Linked DNA regions of Mus musculus: region 1 is linked to region 2. Evidence: chromatin contacts called from public promoter capture Hi-C data. All regions are on one chromosome and are shown on one strand. The core of a region is the stretch at or near the end of the contact, and the rest is flanking DNA. Distances in the headings are between cores, read along the strand shown.

The links. Capture Hi-C pulls out chosen DNA fragments and counts their contacts.
Region 1: a contact with region 2 is called in a promoter capture Hi-C map of adipose tissue. The contact joins two enhancer-like sites. A contact is called at or near these places in 3 of 115 datasets of contacts at active chromatin or transcription factors (bone marrow-derived macrophages, double positive thymocytes and stem cell-derived neural progenitor cells) and 3 of 9 other capture datasets (adipose tissue, liver and pancreatic islet).

Annotation. Positions count from the first base shown.
Region 1 is chr7:68,301,470-68,308,383 of GRCm38.p6, reverse strand. It overlaps Fam169b (family with sequence similarity 169, member B), which reads right to left. Exons shown (of 9, transcript NM_001374636.1): 3 at 3,733-3,832. Among named protein-coding and RNA genes, the nearest start is that of Gm16157, 28 kb to the right of the region's middle. Within about 2 kb of position 5,598, at least 61 of the 459 cell types and tissues checked have an H3K27ac peak or open chromatin away from gene starts, as enhancers often do. A contact at or near this core is called in adipose tissue, where this site is marked.
Region 2 is chr7:68,098,788-68,104,909 of GRCm38.p6, reverse strand. The region is part of intron 2 of Igf1r (insulin-like growth factor I receptor); the gene reads right to left. Among named protein-coding and RNA genes, the nearest start is that of Gm51488, 35 kb to the left of the region's middle. Within about 2 kb of position 1,594, at least 66 of the 459 cell types and tissues checked have an H3K27ac peak or open chromatin away from gene starts, as enhancers often do. A contact at or near this core is called in adipose tissue, where this site is marked.

The DNA of each region.
Region 1 (6,914 bases), core at 4,349-6,848, 200 kb before region 2:
GTGAGTGTGTGTGTGCATACATGCAGAAGTCAGAAGTGGCATCAGATCCTTTGGCTCAGAGTTAGAGGAGTATGTGGGACACCTGGCTGGTTTATGCTGAATCCAGACTTTGGTAGAAGCTTGAGTAACTGCCAAGCCATCTCTCCTCTTCCCACATTGAGCTTTGGGCCCCCAAATCCCTTATCTGCAGCCTGGTCTCCTCAGACATTGCCCCAGCCCTCCTTTGGTCTACTAAACACATGGACAAATGCCGTCTGCTACAGACATGGCCCGACCAGCAAAAGAGGTCATTAGAAACGCTGTCTTCCCTTCCCGCAGCACTAGACCACAGCTGGCTCCTGGCATCTCCCCTTGATAGAATGACTACCTTCTTTCTTACCCAGGATGGCCACATGGCCCCACCCCAGCCTACCCCTGATCAGCTGCTGTTTTGGGATCAAGTACATAGCATTTACACAATAAACACTTTGGGGGCTGTAGAGGAACAACCTCCCAGTTAGTGTAGTTCAGAGTCAAACTAGCCTGCCTGTGGTGTGGCAAGCTGAATGTGCTGCGGGACACAATTCCAGCTCACAGAGTCTGGCCAGACGTAAATGTGCAAGCATACCCCTCTGAAATCGCGTTTCTTTCACACAATGTACATGCAAAGATGTAGACCAAGGTTTGCGTTGGTTGACTCTGGGAAAACTGCTCACTGCTGGAACTGCCCCAAAGCATCATATTTTCTGCCATAAGTCATTCAGTTTCCACAAATACCCTGGGAAGCATAAATTGTTCTCCATTTTGTAAATGGCAAACCTGATGCTCAGAGAAGCCAGATAGCCCGGCTGATACATGCATGACTTCCTGATGCTTCACTTAACATCCAAATCCACGCTCATCCTACCGCTTAGTCAAGACACAGGAAGAAACAAGAAAAGCCAAGGTCACCGGGGGCAGGAATCATGGCTCCTAGGGCGAGTGCTTCGGATTTAATAAAGATGGGAAAGTCGCCTTTCATTTGGCATGAGGACTTATTTTATATAGTCATAAACACTTGAGATTAATTAATAATAAATAAGGGAAATAAAACAAGAGAAATTATATAAAGGCCCTTGAGAAGCTAAGAAAGGGGGAGGCTGGGTACCTATGTCTACTTCCCCCTAAGGAATATCAACCAGCTGCTATGTAGAAAATCAGAATAAATGCTCACAAGCAGCAGAGACAAGAGACCCTGTCTCCGAAGCCACCTTTAGGCAGACCACAATTGCAATTCCCTACAGGGAAAATGGTGGCCGATGTCATCACCCACATCTGAGCAAGATGCCAGCAGCATCAACTGCTTGCCCCTGGGGAACTCGCCCTTCCAGGATGTTTTTCATTTGCTTACAGACTTATCGGAAGTCACTGTAATGGAGTCAACCGGCTTATCAATAATTAACTCACACACCGTTATCAATAATTAACTCATATGCAGGGCCGATCAAACAGCTTTGGATCCCTTTAGCTTCCATTTATTAAACTTGCATCCGCCTTCACCAGCATGCAAAGATAATGGCACAGGACAAAGATAAGGTACCGGAGCCAGCAATCCCCTTCTCCAAAGACACAACTTACCCCAAGGGTAAGGAACCCACTGACTGGGCAGAGCTGTGAAGAGTCCTTCTAGCTGGGTGTGGTGGCACATGCCTTTAATCCCAGCACTCGGGAGGCAGAGGCAGGCAGATTTCTGAGTTCGAGGCCACCCTGGTCTACAGAGTGAGTTGCAGGACAGCCAGGGCTATACAGAGAAACCCTGTCTAGAAAAACCGAAAACCCAAAAAAAAAAAAAAAAAAAAAAAGAGTCCTTCTACTCTAGGGTCTGCAAGATTCTAGTTCCATAATTCTCTTCAGAGAGATCTGCACTCTCTGAAGACCTCAAGACCCCTTCTAAAGGAGTGCACCAGGGTATCAGGCACTCCTCTGGAATCAACAACAATGCAACCAGCAACAATGGAGCCCTCAGCAGCAGGAAGTCAACCGGAAACTTTATTTAAAGCACTTTTATATACGAGCATGGGGCCCCACAGTGAGACGGTCTGCATGATGTAAACATACAATGGACTCTTAGAAATCTGTTTCCCATTTGCACTGTACTTAATTTTCTGTTGCCTTTTAAGAATGTACCCTGATCCATATTCATATGTGCTAAGGAATCTCACTCAGTGGAACGAGGGACACTCTGAGCCTAAACTCCAGGCAGACAGTCAGGTGACACGCAAACGCATTTCTCCAGGAGAGGTGGAGAGCTGGAACGGTCCTCCTTTGAAAACAGTTAAAGACCTAAAATCTCAAAATGCTGTCATTTCATGAGGCCTAACTAGCTAAAAAGTGTATTGCCAGTGTACTATGACTATTACGTCTTACTGGAAAGCAACTGTTGGCATTGCAAAGGCAAAATAAACAAGAAAAATGCCTCGAAGGATTGCTTGTTGTGAGGTCAGAAGTCAGGTGCCTCCCACCAGCTCGCTGGTGCACTGGGTTCGGGTAGACCAACCTGCTAGATCTCCTCCCAGCAAGGCTTTCTTTTGTTTGGTTGGTTGGTTTGGTTTGCTTTGGTTTTTTGTTTTGTTTTGTTTTGTTTTTCCAAGACAGAGTTTTTCTGTATAGCTCTGGCTGTCCTGGAACTCTATAGACCAGGCTGGCCTTGAACTCAGAAATCAGCCTGCCTCTGTCTCCCAAGTGCTGGGATCAATAAAGGCGTGCGCCACCACCGCCTGGCCCAACAAGGCTCGCTTGCCAGCAGTCTCCATGCCTCTGCCTAAGGCACAATTGACTATGCTTACGTCTCTCTCCAGAGGACTCACTCCATGAAGCAGAAACCTGCCACAGATAGTCTCTCCATAATTTGAGAGAGGGTAAATGAGTCACAGACCAAACTGTCGCCGTCAGAAACGACCCCCACCCAACTGTCACTCTGCAAAAACCGAGCCCTTCCGTGCTCTAGCTGAAGGCCTTTGGCAAGTCACTTGAGCAGTGTGAGGCCCTTGTTTGTTACATTTGGAGAAGAAAATGGCCCTTTCATTCCACAAGGTCATGGGAATGTCCCAATAGTGTCCTAGCCAGTGCCCACAGCTCTGGAACGTCTGTTAATGGGAATAGCAAGAGTGAGCCCCAAAGCAGCTCTGGGTAGGGACTGTGGTCAGAGATATGCAAAATGATTCATGTCTCAAAAGAGATAAATAAGAATGGACCGCTGCATCCCTAGACATTGAAAATCCCCATATATTGTATACCACAAAATCAAGATTCCCGTTTTTAAAATCCAGGGTTCACTGGGCAGTAGTGGCATGTATCTTTAATCCCAGCACTTGGGAGGCAAAGGCAAGCAGATCTCTGTTGGTTTTGGGACCAGCCTGGTCTATATTTCAAGTTCCAGGATAGTGAGGGATACACAGAAGCGCTGTCTCAAAACAAACAAAAAAACAAAACAAAACTACAACAACAACAAAATCAGGCTCTATGTGCAGCTTGGTCATAGACACCATATCCATTAATAACTACCAGCACGGGGCTGGAGAGTTGACTCTATTAAGAGCACTAGCTGCTCTTCCAGAGGACACCAGGTTCAATTCCTAGCACCCACATAGCATCTCACAACTGTCTGTAACTCCAGTTCCAGGGACTCTGACTCCCTCACACAGGCAGACATGCAGGTAAAACACCAATGCTCATAAATGAACAAATCAATTAAAAAAAAAAAAAGCTACCAACCTGTCTTTGTGTCCTGGGGATTAACCAAACCCAGTATTTTATGTTGAGGTTCATCACGGTATATCGTGCAAAAACAAAGAGATGAAGTCTCAAGTCTGACCTAAAAAAAAAAAAAAAAAAAAAGGCAAATGAAATTACTGTTCTGCTCTCTCACGTCACTGAGGCAGGGGAATGACTTGCAATTACTCAGCCAAGTGCTCACAGAAGGAGCCCTGTTAGCAGGATGCAGGAAGAGCAGAGAAGAAAGCTTTAGCCACCCTGGATATGGTCTTGCGTTCTCTCTCTCTCTCTCTCTTTCTCTCTTTCTCTCTCTCTCTCTCTCTCTTTCTCTCTCTCTCTCTGACTCCTTCTCCATCCTGGACCTCCATAGACCTCAACCTGCAAGGCTGACAGCCTCACTCCACCTCACACAGACAACTATGGTGCCGTTCTCATCTTCTCGAGAGCCCTGGTAGCCTGGAGTAGATTGAGCCCAGGCTGTACCCCCCCCCCATAGATGTTCCTGCTGTCTGTGACCCTGGTACCAGCTCTGAAAGCAGCCTTGAAAATGTGTCCTCTGTCTGAGCCCTCCAGGCTCAGTCCTGTCCTTAAGCCCAAAGACTCAGTCCCAGGAGGTTTTGCTAGTCATCGGGAGGAAACAGATCACCTCTGAGGGCCACATCTAAGGCCCTCTTTGTAAACATCCAACCCTCTGCTCCCAGCTCCTGACACAAGAAGGCCAATACATTCCATGACCAACTTTGTTTTGAAAACTGAGACTATAGGAAAATTAGAGAAGAATGTGCAGCTGGGCCAGGCAGGCAGGTTCTTGTAAAAAGTTTACAGCGGACCACCACCGTTATAGAGAACTGTTTCCTGGCAAATCCCGGGGGGTGGGGGTGGGGGCGTGGGGGGTGGTAAGGACTGGCAACTATCTTGGGACCTCCCTCTTTTTTTCGGAGTGACCTATCCCAGGTTTTTTAAAGCAGGCAAAAATCTCAGCATTTGAAATGATGGGGAAGGAAGATTGCAAGTTCTTGAGCCAGTCTGGGCTACACAGCAAAACCCTGGCTCAAAAAATAAATAAATAAATAAATAAATAAACAAATAAATAAATAAATAAAAATGCACGTGGAAAGGAAAAATGTAAAAATAAAGAAACACATTAACATGTTTTTAGCAGTTAACCCCACATGGCTTTGCTCCCTCCGTCTTTCGTTGTAGCCCTTAAACACCATACAAATGAACATGTGCGTTTTTTAAACCAGAAAAAAAAAAATCAGCAAGTATTTTAAATGCAACGTCAAGACAAGAAAAAAATTAATTGTGAAACAAAGAAAGTCAAGACATGTTGCCTCCTCAAACCACTTCCTCGTCGTTCCTTTCAGCCAGAGAATCTTTGGATAGCAAAAGTCCCTGCCGTGTCGGCTGCGAGGAGGCTCACTCCTGGTGAGCAGGATTCAGTGTGCCAAATAGCACCCTGCTCCCTGCCCCTGTCCCTGCCCCTGTGTCCCTACTCACTGCTAAATAGTAGAGATCCAAATAATGGGTTTCACCTAGCTCCCTTCTCTTTAGGAAAGGAGGAAGGAAGAAGTCATGTTGGCATGTCATCTCACCTTCAAACATCTTCATGTCAGCAACTTTCTGTTTCTGTTAGTAACCTTAGCCTTATCCCTTCGATGAGCATGCTGCACGTTGGGGTTTATTTTCCTAAGTTATTCATAAGTATGAGTGTTGTAACAGCAGATTGTGGAAGCTGTGTCCAAAAACAAACAAACAAACGAAAAAACCTGGGGACACAGCTCTTCTTGCATCTCTCAAGCTCCCCCTGGCCACCAGCACCCAGCGATCAGTGTCCGATGGAGCCCTGTGTCTTTCTCCTACATCACCACTAGGGGGCGCTAAGAGCACACAAGGTCAGCAAGCGCCCACTGGGGCTCAACAGCTTGAGGTCCCCCACTGGAGGGGTATTCTTCTAAGAGGGACTTGCCTGTTAGCTCCGGACCTCCAAAATCTCAAGGAAGCCATGGTTTATAACTGCATATGCCGCTGTTTTCGTTAACTCTGGTACAAAAAGACGTCCCTCTACTAGCTCTGCCTGCCAGCCAGATCACAACCATTTCTGGCAGGAGTGAAATGATCCACACTTAAAACAAATGTGGATACTGCCTACTGTGAGGAAAACAGTCTTAGACAGTCGGGGTTGGAAGAGGGCACAGCCAGGGAAGTGCAAACTTGGTAAGCAGGAGGGCCTGAGTTTACTCCCACCATAGCATACACAAAAAGACAGGTAACGAAAAACCAAACAAAAAACAAAAAACAAACCACAGCTGGGCAGTGGTGGCGCACGCCTTTAATCCTAGCACTTGGGAGGCAGAGGCAGGTGGATTTCTGAGTTCGAGGCCACCCTGGTCTAAAAAGTGAGTTCCAGGACAGCCAGGGCTATACAGAGAAACCTTGTCTCAAAAAACAAAAACAAACAAACAAAAAAGGACAGATAAGATGCGCTGGGGAAATAGTGAGAGACCTTGTCTCAAAACACAAATCGGATTGTATATTGTATATAAATGCACTCTGAGGTTGTCCTCGAGATTCATGCATGTGTACATACGCAGGCACACACATAACACATATTTTTAAATCTTGCCACAATCCCAACGAATAAAATTTCTAGTTTTCTGTGTGTCCTCTTGCAGAACCTATTCACAATGCACAGAACCTCAGCAACACAAAAATATTGTAAGTGACACAGCTTCACTCCACGTCAAATGTCAGAACTGAATCAAACCTTGGAGGGCAGACATGAGCTACTCCCTCCCTTTAAAATGAAGAAACTGAGATTCAGCTGAGCATACACAAGCTCATTTAATCCTCATGCCAGCCCCACAAGGAAAGTGGTGCAATGCCCTGAATTCAGTGAGAACATCAAGATAAGAGAGGAGAAAACCCTTGAGAACCGAGCTCGTCCGTGATAGAAATGGGATTCCCACAGGTTATCTGGCCCACAGCTCACCAACTGGACCCACCAACAATATAAATAAAGACACGGAAACTCTTACACATTTTAAAGCTTAAGCCTTTAACTTGGGCTCAGTCCCAGCTATGCTAACCTGACTAATTCTGGCTTACATCCCACCCCACGGCCAGTCCTGCTAGATCCACACTCAGAACTTCAGATTTCTAGTGAAGGGTTTCCTTGAATG
Region 2 (6,122 bases), core at 345-2,844:
ATTTAATACACTTACGCTTTAGTCATTCCATACATTTTGAAAATACTCTAGCACGATAAATTACAGTAGCTGCATCTTTCATGGTTGTTCACATAAATATCATTTGGCTTTCAGGAAACCAATTACGGAGCGGTAAATCATTTTTACATTGCTTTTCAAAATCTTTAATTTAACTTGCAACACGGACAGGGCACACACAGGCTCCCAGGAAGAACGCAGCTCACACATTGTATCATTCCCTCTTGTCCGAGTTTAGCAACAACCCCTGAGTAAGCCACAACAATATTTTCATGTTCTAAAATATTTGGGTTATATCTATATATTTCACACAGGTATTAGGCTCAGCAAGTATTTCCTAACCTCCTGTAGTATTTAGTTTTCAAGACTTGGGGTAGGATTGGGACCACATTGATTTCAGGGTGCTGACTGTACTTCTGTCACCATCAGCTAGTTTAAGGACAATGACTGTCCTGGCAGACACCGCAAACACAGAGCCTCTATGGTGTTCTTGAGAAATCAAGACCATCATCTCATTGGAAAGGCGGTGGGAAACAAGGTGCAGGGCCATTGAGGCCACACAATCAACAACAGGATTTGCTCCAGCCTCAGAGACACAGAGTGGACTGGCATACTATATCAATTTGGAATCCCCTCGGCTATGACAAGTTTGTGAAATGAAAGAACAAAACAATACAGTACAAGATCAAGTTTTAGTAGAGAGAATGCAGACAACCACAACCGAGTACTTAGGGAGAAAAAAAAAAAACCCAGCTCTTAGCTGGGGAGTGACAGTCAAGGGGGGAAATCACGCGAAGGAATTTCTTTCAGGTGCAAGAAGGCATGAGAGTGGGAGACAAGGATTGAGCATCTTGGCAGAAGGATCAGAAACCCAGTCCAAGGTCTACACTTCCGTGGAGCAGCCGCAGACAAGCTTAGGTATCCGGTGGGGATAACCTACAGTTAAGACATCACATTACAGACACTAGGGAGCCATTGTGAATTACAGCCAACAGGTGAGAATCATAACTTAGCGGGGCGGACACAACAACCAAGCCGTGATCTAGAGCAGGAAGCGGGGGATAGACAGAAAGACAGGTTGTAATGGAGGAGACCAAGCAGAGGGCTGCATTAAGGCAGAGGCTTCTGTGCTGACCAAGTGACTAACACAAAGGGCCCTTGCAGAAGACCAGAGATGTCAGGGGGGAGAATTCCTTCTGAGGGGGCCTAGTTACACTAGCCACTTGATATTCACCGGGAAGGAGGCAGAGAAGCTAGGAGGGTGGGCACAAAGGCAGTGGCTCTCTTCTACCTGAGGAGAGCTGGCAGCTCTATCAATACGGACTACTCCTAAATGGGCTGCAGTCAGCCCAGAAAAAAAAAAAATCACTCAATACTCTCAGGTTACCTACCCTGGCTCCCAAAGCTGGTTATGCAAGAAATATTTTGTTGTTGTTTTGCTTTTAAAAGGAGACAACTGATGCTTGTTTTAGTATTGTTTGAACTACATCACTCACAAATGAGAGACTGATAAAGAGATTGACAAGTCTGACTCTAGAAGCAAACACTTCCAGTCTGCTCTCATCTGCCCTCCCCCACTTCCTCCATTCTCCTCGGCCTCTACCCCACAATATGCTTGAAAATAGTAGGTAACTGAGTTTGTTTTGTACGGTGGTTGTCTTGTTATTTCAAGCAGGGTGGTCCAGAGAGAAAAAAACATTTTCTGGAAAGATTTTAACTACTGGATCATAAACAAGCGTGTGGTGGCCACGCAGCAATCTTTGTAATAACGAATCCAAGACGTCCTGGTTGTGAAGCCCAGTGAATGTAATGTTAGCTGAAAAGCACCGCCTGACACACCTGGAAATGTGCCACGGGCCAGCTTTGTAGACTGCGACTTCAAAGGGAAACTGGAGTCTACTTCCGCTTTTCAGTGAGTTAGAAATGATTTTGGCTGTATTGGTAGGGCAGAACCAGAAAATAAGTTTTGAATTTGTCATAATAATTTACAAAAACCAACCAACTTGTTAAGATGCATCCTCCAAGCACAACTAAGCTGGCTATAGAGGCTATTCTGCATTCTGCATCTGGTCCCCTGGACTGCTCAGGCTTAGGGTGAGGGAAGAAACATGACTTAAGCCATTACCCTTATTCTGTGGGCATTTGAAGTGGCTGCCAGGCACGTGACACCAACTGTTCCAATTGGTTCACAATGACATCACTTTATTATTCAACTCTGTTTGCATTTCAGTCTCCTCCTTTTTCGGGGGACTTGAGGCCAATCCTGGCCAAGTCACTTTAGAAGAGAAAGAAGCCAGTCTTAGGTAGTCATGAAGTGCCAAGTGTCTTTTGTGTCTCCTAGCCTAGTTTGTAAGCCGGGAACTGGTGACATAAAGGGCTCTGTCAACAGCGCCCGGGTGTGCTGCTTCCCTCGCAGCGGGAGAGGGAGATTGGGAACCCAGTAGAAGGTGGCGGTTCGGCCTTGGGTAGGTCCCAACTGACCAAGTTCAATAAAATCCCTGAGAGTTTGTTTTCAATTGGGTAAGAAAACTATAAAATGGAAACCGCATGCGAGCTTACGCTGGAACCTCATTTAAAGCACTTGTACTTCCAAAAAAAAAAAAAAAAATGCAGAAAACATTTCTAATTTAGTCAAGCGCACTCTTCTTTCCTCGAGCAATTAGTCTTAATTCATGTCACCTAACTACTATTTCTGCATTAAGCAACGTGACCTCTAGAACCTACAGTAACCCCCTTTCTGATGGTGAAAGTCAATTATTCTGATTTTTTTCATCTTCACACAATAAGTTACCAGAGAATAAACTAACTTCAAAAAAGCATTACAGTGTCATGTGTGTTCGCCTGTTGATATGTGCACACATTCATGGCACCTGTGGGTCTGTATCCAGCTCTTCTACTGTGCCTGTCTCTCAATTTTGCAGCTCAACCTAGAGATCACCAAGTGGCCAGCGAGCTCCATGGATCAGCCCGTTTCTGCCCTCCTCTGTACTAAGATTACACGCAATCATGCTGAGCCTCTAAGAACATGGCCGCTCATGGTCTGAACTCGGATCCTCCACCTAGCATGGCAAACATGTTAGGAACGGGGCCATTTCCTCAACACAAAGGAAAAAGGCTTCCTCATGGGAGAGAATGACTGGATGGGCGAGTAGACAGATGAAAATGGACTTTTCACACCAACTGGTTAGAGACCCTGTTGCTTCCAGGCACAAAGCACACCAGTTTCTAGTATCAGTGGGTTGAAATGCATGTTTAAGCTCTCTCATCCTTACTTGGCTCTTGACAGGAAACTTTTATGGTTGAACTTTATTCTGTAGAAATGCAGTGGCATTAACCAAGCACACAAAGCCAACTCAAGCCTAAAGTGTGCCCATGACTCCAACCCTACACTCATTGGTTCTTGCCAGAGGCAACACGAAACAGTGTATAGACTCAGAACTCTGCCCAGGCCTGTGAGGCAGGGCCAGGGCTACACACCTTGCAAACACACAGCAGGCTCTGCCCAAGGAGCGTTCACTAGGTAACTATCAGGGTGGCTCAAGGGCTGTACGACAGACAGACCCTGCACAGGCAGGGAAAGTTTCCTGGAGACCTACCATCTATTTTCTTGTAATCTCAACTGATGTGTTCTGCCAAGTCAACTATTATTTATCATTTATAAAGCAGCTCCTATTGGCAGCATACTCTGCATATGTTTCAGCACTTCATAAACCCTCCACGGTATAATCGCTTGTGGAGGAGACTGGGTTGCCTGGAGCTGGAATACAGACCCACACGCATGTGAGCCCGTGTAAATGCACACATGACCGTTCCCTACCGCTCTTTCACGAGTCATGTCTTGGCTCTGTAGGCCGAGTATCTATAACTAAAGCTCTCTACAGGTGTCAAATCAAGCAATCTTGGTCCTCTCAGATGTCAGCTAATGGCTTAGAGCCCCCCCCCCCTAACAGTTCTATTTGCATTGCTAACCAAGGCTATCCACCTTAGTATCATCATCAGTGCAAGAGAAGCCAAACTGCACACGAAGACCTGGAGAGCACTTCAGAGCACACATCCGACCTCTTCCTCATCCGAGTACCTAGCAAGCCAGTTTTCCTTCCTCTCCTGTCTCCAGAAGAAGTTCCAACTCCACCTCGGAGCAAAGCAGCAGCTGCAGTGACTAGCAGTGACTATGCCTTTGTGACTGCGTATCACTCATCCAATTCACAGACTACTTAGCATCGACTTGTATACACTTTGCCCAAGAATAAATATTTATATTCCCGAAACACAGTCGATCGAGAGCAGCTGATACAGGGCTGGAGATGACAGAGGCAGCAAACACAAACAAGTAAGACCTCCAGGAGTGTGAGGGACAGGGCTAGAGACAAAGTAAACAGAGGCCACAAGATCCTAGGCGCTAGGTGGGGGCTACTGGTACGTAAGGGCTGCTGGAAAGAAGAGTCCTCCGGGGACTGGCTCCCACAAAGGCTGCCCAATCTCAAGTGGTCAGCTCTGGGCGCTTGTCTAGATGGCAATGCTGCGTGGACTCAGTGGGTTATGTATGCGTGTGTACATGCACATGCTAGGATAATAATTAAAAATAAGAGGTCATGAGTTTGGGAGGTTGGAGTTTGCTCATGGGAGCAACTGGAAGTGGGGGGCAGAGAAAGGGCTGGGAGTGACACAGGTGTAGTTCTTGTGTATGGTCTAAAGATTAAATTAGAGTTAGGGAAAAAAAAACCCCACAGGAATTGGGAAGAGTGATTCCCAAGCCACTGACACAGCACAGCACTGCTTGCCTGTGGAGGTGCTCCTGTGCCATCCTCCCTAATCTTTATGTTGCACATCTTAAGAGTGGTCTGTTTGTGTATCCTCTCATGCATGTATCTCCTCAGCGTTCTCATCCACGAATGCTTACAGGTGACGTTAGCATCAGCAGTTGGAGAACAAGATACACTGGAAAGAAAACATTGTACCCTGATTTGCACCGGGAAGAGGAGAAAGGGAACACGCTAAGCATATAAACATGTTAACGGTCAAGTAGAGTCCAAATCAGATCTTGCCACTCTTCAAACTGAAGGTCTGTGATACTTAAAAGGGGGAAAAAACCCATTGAAATGCAGAAGGCAGAGACCATCACTCAAAGATACTCATCGCTTGGAGGTCAGTTTATATTTGGAACAGTGACTTGGGATTGGCCAACCATCACTCATGCCATTAAAGTAATATTTCAGTTTCAACTGTTTTACATGCATTTAGCATGTAGACGTATTCAATTTATAGTTGTAAACGGTCTACAAGTGTAAGAAGCCGATACCCAAGCTTCGAATTTGTAGGTGTTTAAGTCTAAGTCCCAATTCATACCGGCACTACAGGTCAGCAAGTGTATGGTTTTTAACTTTAAGAGGGCGCTCAATAAACTCGGATAGAAAATCTGGGAGCACCAGGCCTTGTTGTGAAGCTACTTTCAAGGCGATGATCCTCATCGCCAGGAGGAAGTTGGTTTATACCCATCATAGTTCCTTTAACACAAGCAATGCAGAATGGCCTTCACAAGTGTCTCCTCTAAAATGACTGTTTAAATTGTGTTGTTTCAAAAAGAGGACATCCACGAGCCGCATGTTTCCATTATCCCTTGGAACTGGAGCTACAGGCAGTCAAGGGCTTCCTTACTTGGGTGCTGGGACACAACTCTGGCCCTCATGGTAGAACAGCAAGCCCAGCAACCTTTCTAGTTCCAGGATTAGGTCTTAACTTTCGTGGTCTCTTGATGGCACACAGAAATTGTCTAGAAGTCAGAGGCTATGTACGGGTGGATGATGTACACCCAGTCGCCCTCCAAGCAAGCCAAATATGAAAGCAATTTTTTTTTTCAAAAATAAAATAGCACCACACTGCTCTCCCACCAGGCGTGTAGAGATTTTCCCCAACAAAATATGACACACATCATATCTATGATTGCTTCTAAATGAAGAAGTCTTTAAAAGTTTTAACTTCTTAAGGGCCAAATATCAATGGATATATTCCATATAAATAAAAATTCATCAGATTTGTCTTCACCTATTTTGGTTGCTGTAACCAAATCCATCAACCAACCAACTAACCAACCAATCAACCAACCA